Regions from separate parts of the Macaca mulatta genome. Here region 2 is linked to region 1. A link is a contact called in public Hi-C data. All regions are on one chromosome and are shown on one strand. Each heading gives the region's core, a stretch centred on a gene start, on an enhancer-like site or on the middle of the called end of the contact. The rest is flanking DNA. Distances are from core to core; before and after follow the strand shown. Region 1 holds the start of EFR3B (EFR3 homolog B). Region 2 holds the start of DNAJC27 (DnaJ heat shock protein family (Hsp40) member C27).

The links. A called contact is a pair of places that touch in the nucleus more often than the background predicts.
Region 2: a Hi-C map of CD4 T cells shows a contact between it and region 1, with 2.7 times the contacts expected there. The contact joins the promoter of DNAJC27 here to the promoter of EFR3B in region 1. A contact is called at or near these places in 2 of 14 Hi-C or Micro-C datasets (CD4 T cells and cortical neurons).

The regions. Positions count from the first base shown.
Region 1 is chr13:99,965,605-99,970,134 of T2T-MMU8v2.0, forward strand. EFR3B (EFR3 homolog B) reads right to left here and starts at 2,657. Exons shown (of 23, transcript XR_013402981.1): 1 at 2,413-2,657.
Region 2 is chr13:100,044,458-100,048,987 of T2T-MMU8v2.0, forward strand. It overlaps DNAJC27 (DnaJ heat shock protein family (Hsp40) member C27), which reads left to right and starts at 2,090. Exons shown (of 7, transcript NM_001257595.1): 1 at 2,090-2,231. The coding sequence starts at 2,145.

The DNA.
Region 1 (4,530 bases), core at 1,407-3,906:
GGACAAGGGACACCTTTACCTAAAGCTCTTAGGTGACTTTTGGCTCCACGGGGGGCCTCTCTGCCCATCAGTTAATAAAACCCCTGGTGGTAGTTTTCTAATGAGCCTTTATAGGACACATGGGGGAGGCTAGGAGGTGGGAGGGGGAGAAGCACAGTGCCAGGAGGCCCCTGTTTTCATTCTGCCCTGTTCCATCTGTGTCACTCTGGAAAAATAACTTGTAAAACAAGAAGAAAATAGCAATTATAAGAAGTCCGTAATTCCATGCTCCCCCTCGACCTCCTTACTCACTTTTTTTCATCACTATTGATTTCTGGTGAGAAAATGACTTTAAATATCACACAAACCCTTTCTTTTCATGAAAGTCAGGAATATGTTAAAATCCAGGCAGCTGAGTCCTCACCGGGGGAGTGGGCTCCCTCCCACACCTCCTAAGATCAGACTCTGCACCCAGCAACTCAGTAATAATTTCCCACCCAAGCTTGGTGTGACTTTCCTTTGCTGCAGGCAACTGCCCAGAGGATTCCTCCATTACAATCTTTCTATGAATCATTCAGGGTAAATACCATCTCTGTTTGCATCTGGGGAAATAAAAATATAAAAGAAAAATGAAAATCTGTGATGTGTCTGAAAATAGCACCCAGATGCATTGGCTCCCCAGTTCACCTTTCTGACTATCCAGCTCTTCCTTGTCTTGCTTCATACAACAGAGGCAGCCTGGGACCCCCACCTTCAGATATCTCAAATTATCTGGGGCTAAGTACAATGAGGCAGTCCAGCAGAACCCAGTTCCTAATTCTGACCCATTCTGATGAGCCTGTCCTAACTCCTTCCCCACTGCAGGTGCCCCTGCAGTCACATGCTTTTGTCAAATGATCTGCAGCTTCAGGCTGCTCCCTCTGCAGAAAAGAATAGGGGTAAAACAGAGAGAGTAAAAAAAAATATATCTATATATCTATATCTATATATATATATAGCTCACAACCTCTGGCTTATAAAGCACAACCGCCTTGTTACCTTTCCCCAGAGTCCCCAGTGGTCAGCAGCACAGCCTCTCAGGCCAACCTCCCCCTCCCCCCACTTGGTCCAAGAGAAATGGTACTTGCTGAGGGGACCTGCTGATGTCTCACCCTGGATCAGAAATGCAAATGTATTTTTGAGCAACTGGGCAGGGAAGGAGACTGATGAAAAAGTTGAGTCAGTCTCTTTCTCTCTCTCTCTCTCTCTCTCTCTCTCTCTCTCTCTCTCTCTCTCTCAGTAGGGGGGCCCACCAATTGCTGAGCCTTTCCACCAGGCTCTCAGTTTCCTCTGCCTCTAACAAACTTTGTGACTCACAGTCTGTTCCAGGAGCGAGGCAGCTGAGCAGCCGAGCAGCCTCAATGATGGGTTAAATTGGGAAAGCAATCTTCTCCAAACACTGACCCCTCAAGTGCAGCCTGAGCCCATACCTTGCAGTGGGGGTGGGAGGTGAGCACAGCTTCAATTCTTTTGCTGGCCCTAGAAGAGCTGCCAGAGACCTGGGTTTTCATGGACTTACGTCTACTGGGATCACACACACACGCACAGCCCTTGATGGGCTGCAGGTTCGGGAATGCAGTCCATTCTGAGACTGGTCTAGGTCTCCAGTGCTCCATTCATCAGAGCTGCACTGTGGGACCCAACGCGCTCTCTCTTCTTCACCCACACTGCCTGCAAAACCAGAAGGATTCCTGGCAAATGATCAAGCAGAGCCGTGCATCGTGAGGGTCTGGCTAACTGTTGCACGGCAGTTGAGGGGATGGCGGTGGAGGCGGGGAGAGGTCAGGGCTGTGCTGCACTCTCAGCAGCGTCTCCTCCCTTCATCACTGCGGAGGACAAATCTGGAAGTTGGGGAACCTGGATCCCGCAGGGCGGCAGGGGCAGGCAGAGGCCGAGTCCATTCAGGCCGGCGAGACGAGACTCGGCCACTGACTGCTTCCCGGGCCTCGGCGCCGCCTCCCGCCTTCTCTGAGCCGCGCAGACGACCGGCCGCGGGCGTCTCCCTCAGCCCTGGACCGGCTTCCCGCAGAAAACTACCAGGCACAAACCGCTTTTGTTAATTTCGCAAATGCTGCCACACGACCACCTCCTCCAGCACTCCCGGTCTGCTCGGCTCGGGAGACCCGCTTTCCCCTGAGCCTCCGCCCCCCGAAGGACCACCGCCCAGCACCAACACGCGCCGGGCCTGGAGAAGACCCCAGGGTCCCCGGCCCGAGGCATCTTTGTCCTCGCAGCGCAGACGCGCGCGCAGAGAGCAACCGCAACAGCCCCGCCGGGCACCGGGTCGGCGGCCTGGCCCCGCGCCGGGGCCGCGCAGGGGGACAATGGTTCGCGCCCGGGAAGTTTGCGGAGTCGCCCCCGCGGGCTCGGGCCCGGGCGCGGAGCCCTCCTTACCGTACATCTCGGCGGGGCGCGCGCCTCCCGGGAGGCCGGCGTCGCAGCGGCGTTCCCAGCCAGCCCTCTGCGGCGCCCGCCTTTCATTCACAGTCGGGGCGGGGGCTGGCGGCGGCCGACAGGAGCCCGGGAGGGGAGGGAGCAGACGCGGGGGCCGGCCGCGGGCGGGACGGAGCCGGGCACAGCCAGCCCATTCAGCGCCGGGCTGGCCGCGGCCGCCTCCGCTCGGGTTGCTGGGCCCGGCTGCGCGCAGGGGGCGGGGGCTATGCTAATGTCATTCCCCTCCCTCCCGGCTCGGCCAACCCGCTGCCGCTGCGAGCCCCTCGCCCCGCCCCGCCCCTGCGCCCCGCCCCCGAGAAACCCACAGCCTGAGATGCGCGTTTTCCGAGGCTGTCGCCCTAAGGGCTGCGGCGTGCACCTGCGGAGCTACGCATCCCAACTCCCTGCTCCTGTCGGAGCGCTCGGAAGCTCTCCCTAACCTGGGGTCCTCGAGGTCAGCCGGGGCGCTGGGAGCTGCAGGTGCACCCCTCCTCCAGTTCTGTCCAGGCTGCGTGGGCTAAGCCGGGGGTGCAAGGATGGGAATTGGGGGATAACCTCCACCCTCTCCTGGCTACCTTAGCTGAGCGCCATTCTCTGATGAAGCCCTCCAGCCCTCAGCTGCGCCCTACGAGCTACTCTCTTGCTAGGTGCCCAGCCACTCTGGCTAGGTGCTTGCTACCACCAAACAGCGTCCTTCCTGGGTCAGGGACGCAGGAAACGCACCCCACTCCCAACCCCCAAGGGCTGCAGGAAGTCCGCTTGCTTTTCCTCTCCCCGATTTATATGTGTAATTCGCAAGCTTTGCCGCCAGGATCCTCTCTAGCTGAGCCCCAGGGCCGACTTGAATTCCAGCTCTGCACCTGCCGTGACCCTGTGAGGAAGAGGCACAGAGAGGCAGGGGCTCATGCTTACGCCCCACACCTGAAGATCTCTCCTAAGCTAGCTCAGGACTTTCCTGGGCTTCTCATCCGGCCTTCTCTACATTGAACACGTTCCCCTGTCTTTTTTTTTTTTTTTTCGACCTAGAGTCTCACTCTCGCCCAGGGTGGAGTACAGTGGAGCGATCTCGGCTCCCTGCAACCTCCGCCTCCCGGGTTCAAGCGATTCTTCCACCTCAGCCTCCAGAGTAGCTGGGACTACAGGTGCATGCCACCACGCCCAGTTAATTTTTGTATTTTTTGGTAGAGAAGGGATTTCAACATGTTGGTCAGGCTGGTCTGGAACTCCTGACCTCAAGTGATCCGCCCGCCTCGTCCTCCCAAAGTGCTGGGATTACAGGCCTGAGACACTTCTCCTGACCCTCCTGGCCTTTCAACATCGATTTCTTAGTTCTTCTTGCCCCATGGTTGAGAGTTGTTTGGGTTTGGTTTTGTTTTTTCTACTGGTAGAAATATTATACTAGTAGAAGTTAGAGAAGAAAGGAACTTAAAGATATTTAAGAACTGAACTTAACTTCATTTTACTTCTTTTAATGTTGAGAGGTTAATTTATGTTGTTATGCTGGGCTGTGTGTCTGTAGGCCAGTGATCTACTCTCTCAACCCCAGCTTCCTGCAGGACTGTTGGGAAACTGGAATAAAATCTACATGAAATGATACAGTGGGCACTCATGAATATTTTTTTCCTTCCTTCATGGCTCAAGGCAGGGACAGAGCCAGAGAAAGAATCCAGGTTGCTAGACTCTTGAAACAGTGCTCAGTCTGTTGCCCTCAAAACTTATGTTTCCTATTTTTCTCTGGTCTGGGCCTCCGCCTCCTGCCCGTGCCCCACTCTCTTGCTGCTTCCAGGTTTTCTTCTTGTTCCTTGACCTCTTTGACTCTCTTAGCAGCATGCCAGCCCCAAGGGAAACCCTGGGATGGTTCCTGGAACACACATTTAGTCTAGACCCCCGCCCCTGGGCACACACTCACTGCATCTCACAAATAAGCTCTGTCTCTGTTCTTCAGTTCCAGGACCAGGCCAGGTGGCTTTGAGGTTGACTGAGAGTCAGACTTGAACCGGAGTAGGAAGAATAATCTCGGCTCTAACTTGATATGATCACCCAGAGACACTCCCTTCCCACAATTCTGCTCAACACAAA
Region 2 (4,530 bases), core at 840-3,339, 78 kb after region 1:
ATGCCAACATTAAGTGTATCGGGCTGGCTCCAGAATCCATGCTGGCACCATACCTCCCAGGTCCATACTATGGAAAGAACAGCTAACTTGTGCTCATTTTTATTTTTTTTATATTCAAAGAGTGGGGGAAAAAAACAACTTTCTTGCTCTTTCAATTCCAAACTAATTTAATACATACAGTAGAAAATGTAGCTATATATAATAAAATGTCAAAAGCATCAATATGGGCCGGACACTGTGGCTCATGCCTGTAATCCCAGCACTTTGGGAGGCCAAGGCAGGTGGGTCACCAGAGGTCAGGAGTTGGAGACCAGCCTGGCCAACATGGTGAAACCCCATGTCTACTAAAAATACAAAAATTAGCTCGGCCTGGTGGTGGGCACCTGTAATCCCAGCTACTCAGGTGGCTGAGGCAGGAGAATCGCTTGAACCTGGGAGGCGGAGGTTGCAGTGAGCAGAGATTATGCCACTGGACTCTAGCCTGGGCGGAAAGAGTGAAACTGTCTCAAAACAAAAACAAAACAAAAAAACCATCAATATGAAAAAAATAGTAATCAATTTTAATCTCTGGCATGTTTTACTGCTTAGTCTCAACAGCACCACACTTAATCAGTTGTTAAACAGCTGAAGATTTGACATTTTACAATTATTCTTCCACAATACCAGTTACCCTATTACAGGGCCAAAGGTGAACTGCCGAAGAAATCAGATGTTTAGCAGTTTGATTTATTAAATCATACTGAGAAGTTAGCATGTGGATTCTTTTACGCTTTAAAACTATCCAAATTCTAACCAGGACTTATATTTCATATTTGTAAATAATTTTAGAAGCTTCAGTGAATTAAGTTGTATTATTTATCAAAACAATCCAGAATAAACGTCTTAAAAAAACTTAATGTTTAAAAAATACATTTTAAAATTAAAATGTCGAAAATCTGACTTTACTATGAAATGTTGAGCCTTTGTTCATTGCCTTCCCGTAATGCACTTCCCTTAAGATGTTTAAAGTTAGATGAGAAAAGAAGCAATACTTTGTAATATACAGGGAAATTGGCAGCCATTCTTTTTCAGGGCACTATAATCATTGTCAAGTTCTATTTATCTTCTGTAACTGAAGATACTGACTGAAAAAATAAATTACCATTCCTCTCAGACTGACTTTTATTCAAGCAGCTGCTTTTCTCATCTGCTGGAATGTAGCAGAAAAGTGGTTATCTTAGGACTCTTTATTCTTCCACTGTTACATTGTCAGCTAAAGGGAAGGGGAGAGCAGACCTCGAGGTCACGTTCGAAGTGAACAGCTGGGAGCTGAGGAAACTGACGTCCACAGCTCCAGCATGGCTTCGCGTTAACACCTGCAGCAGGCCGAGCCTTTCTCACACAGAGGAGTCAACAAATCCATCAGATCTCTGTAATAGGAGGGCCAAGACTAAACACTCTTGCCTTGACTCCAAATAGACAATTCCATTTAAATGAAAAGCGATAGGAACCAGATTCAGAATCGCTTCACGCCTTGCCCAAGGCCGTCTTCCAGAACCAGGGTTCCGACCTCCTCACTTTCCTGACTCTGGGGTCCGCCTCTCGAAGATCTCGAGCAAGGGGAACATAATATTGGAGGGGGAAGAGGAGCAGCAGACCGGCCCATGGAACCGAAGAAAAATCCAGGAAAAAACAAAACAAAACAAAAAACAAAACACTCCCCAAAGGACCAGATACTACCAGACCTGCCCTGAAGAGCCAATACATTTCCACCACTCGGCTGCGAAAGCAACAAACGCCTCCCGTCCGGGCGTCCCTGAAAACAAGGCCGCGCTCACCTCGAAGGGTAAACCCAACCGCCCCCCAACGCCTCCTTCCCGTCAGGGGACGCAGCCCCAGAGACCCGGTAACCCCGGCCGCGTATCCAGGGCCTGCAGATGACGTCAGCAGCCCCGCGCTAGCATCGCGAGACTCCGCCTCCCTCTCCCTGCTCCCCGCACTCCCAACCGCCCGCGCCTGCTGCCAGGCAGCGGCTGGGATGGCGAGCAGCGGAGGCGAGGCGGTGACGAGAGCAGCGGGTCCGCCATTGGACGAGGAGGCCTGAGGGACGGGCCAGCGGTGCACAAGGAGAGACCGAGGCGGGTGGCCCCGAGAGAGCCAAGGCCATGGAGGCCAACATGTCGAAGCGGAAGGAGCCCGGCAGGTCTCTCCGCATCAAAGTCATCTCCATGGGCAACGCCGAAGTGGGGAAAGTGAGTACTGCGCGCTGGGAGGGGCGGGCCCCAGCGTGGCGGGGCGACGTGCCCATTGGCTGGAAGGGCGGCCACTCAACGGCCTGGGGCCCGGCCTCCTCCCCCCCCCCCCCCCCCGAGCAGGCCCGGGTCTCCGCCTAGGGGTGCGGCTCCGCGAGCGAAGCTCCCCGACCTTTTTGACCTTTGCGTTGCCCCCTCGTCTTCCGACGTCATTCTCCCGGAGATGCAGTCTAGGGTGGCCTCTAGGCCTTGAATATGTCCCCCAAAGAGTAAGGAGGCCTGGGTTCCCATGCGGGGCCGTCGGCTAGATGCCTTGCCCGCGTTCTAGGGGGCTGTCCGGGACCGGGAAGTGGAGGATGAAAGTTGAGTTCCCCCAGCCGGGCCTGGGAGTTGGCGGAACGTCATGGGGTGCGTGTGAGAATTTGGGGTTCGCGAAATGGTGCCCGGCAGCCCAGATTCTGCATTCCCGTCACGAGAGAGCGTAACTGACGTTGATGTGTTTCACAGGGCAGGTGCCAGGGATGGCCGGGGTCCGGCGCTGTTTTGTTTTGCGTTGTGTTTTATTTCTGGTGGTGTTCCCATATCTATTAGTTCCACCGCCCTTCTCTGCCCCATCTATGGTTCACCAGCTATAAACTCTCCTTTAGTATGCGGGAAGGTAAGGCCAGAGGTAACCTGAGGCCTTTTCCCTGACGAATTCCAAGACGGCCTTCTCTTCACCCAAATTATTTCCTTCTGGGCAAGTGGAAGCTGTTGGTTAAGAACTTCCCAAAGACATCAAATCAATGACCGAGAAAAGATTAGAACCTAAGTCTTCACATTCCCACTGCGGTGCTCTTTCCATCGTTGTCAAAATCAACTCCGAAAGAGCTGTTAAGGCAGTGCTTAGGCCAGCGCCTGGCACCCAGGAGATGTTCAGTAAATGTTTACTTAGTGTTTTTTATTTCTACGTAGCATGATCCTGTACTGCCTATGTGTGTATGTGCTAGCATAGTATTCACTGAAAGTCAACATTTTTTTGAACGTCAGCTGTGTACGTGCGAGGTTTTTTGTTTTTTTAAGCCTCTAGGGACTGGGCACGGTAGCTCAGGCCTGTAATCCCAGCACTTTGGGAGGCCAAGGCGGGCGGATCACTTGAGGTCAGCAGTTCAAGACCAGCATGACCAACAAGGTGAAACCCCGTCTCTACTAAAAATGCAAAATTAGCCAGGCATGGTGGTACACGCCTTTAATCCCAGCTACTTGGGAGGCTGACGCAGGAGAATCACTTAAACCGGGGAGACAGAGGGTGCAGTGGGCCGAGATCGCACCTTTGCACTCCAGCCTGGGCGGCAGTAAGACTCTGTCTCAAAAAAAAAAAAAAAAAAGTTATTTATTGTGTCTAATGATGCAACATTAGAAGCAGCTCAGAATGCCTGGTGTCACCACATCTATTTAACATTTTTCTAGTTTTATTAGCCAGTGCAATTAGACAAGAGTTAGAAAATACAAAAATATTAGAAAAGAGAAGGTAAAATTAACATTATTTGCTAATAATGCGATTGTTTACCTGGAAACCTAAAGAGAATTAACTGAAAAACTATTAGAAACATGAAAATTCAATAAAGCAAAGTTAATACCCACAAATTAATAACTTTATTGTGTCCAAATTATATTCAGAATTATATTGGAATTATATTGGAATTACACATTCCAAATGTGTAATTGAAAAACAATTTTAATTTACAGTTACAACAAAAACAAAGTGCCTAGGTTTAAACTTAACATGAAATAGGCAGCACCTATATGAAGACAAGTTTCAAACTCTACGAAGAGACATAAATTACTTAGGCAAATGGAAACATATACGTTTTCGTTAGATAGGATTATGCAATATTGTATAGATGTGAATTACTCAACGTACAAATGAAATTCAATTCAATTCCAGTGAAAACATCAATAAGGGTTTTTTTGGTTTTTTTTTCCAGAACATAATACAAGACTACTAAAGTCTTTTTGAAAAATTAATGTGAAAACAACAAAGAACATTTTTTGGGAAAAAAAGAGAAATGAGAGAAGACTAACTGTTATCAGCCTTGTTAAAATATTTTTCAGGCCGGGCACAGTGGCTAACGCCTGTAATTCTAGCACTTTGGGAGGCCAAGGCAGGCGGATTGCCTGAGCTCAGGAGTTTGAGACCAGCCTGGGCAACACGGTGAAACCCCATCTCCACTAAAATACAAAAAAATTAGCCAGGCATGGTGGCACATGCCTGTAGTCCCAGCTACTTGGGAGGCTGAGGCAGGAGAATTGCTCGAAC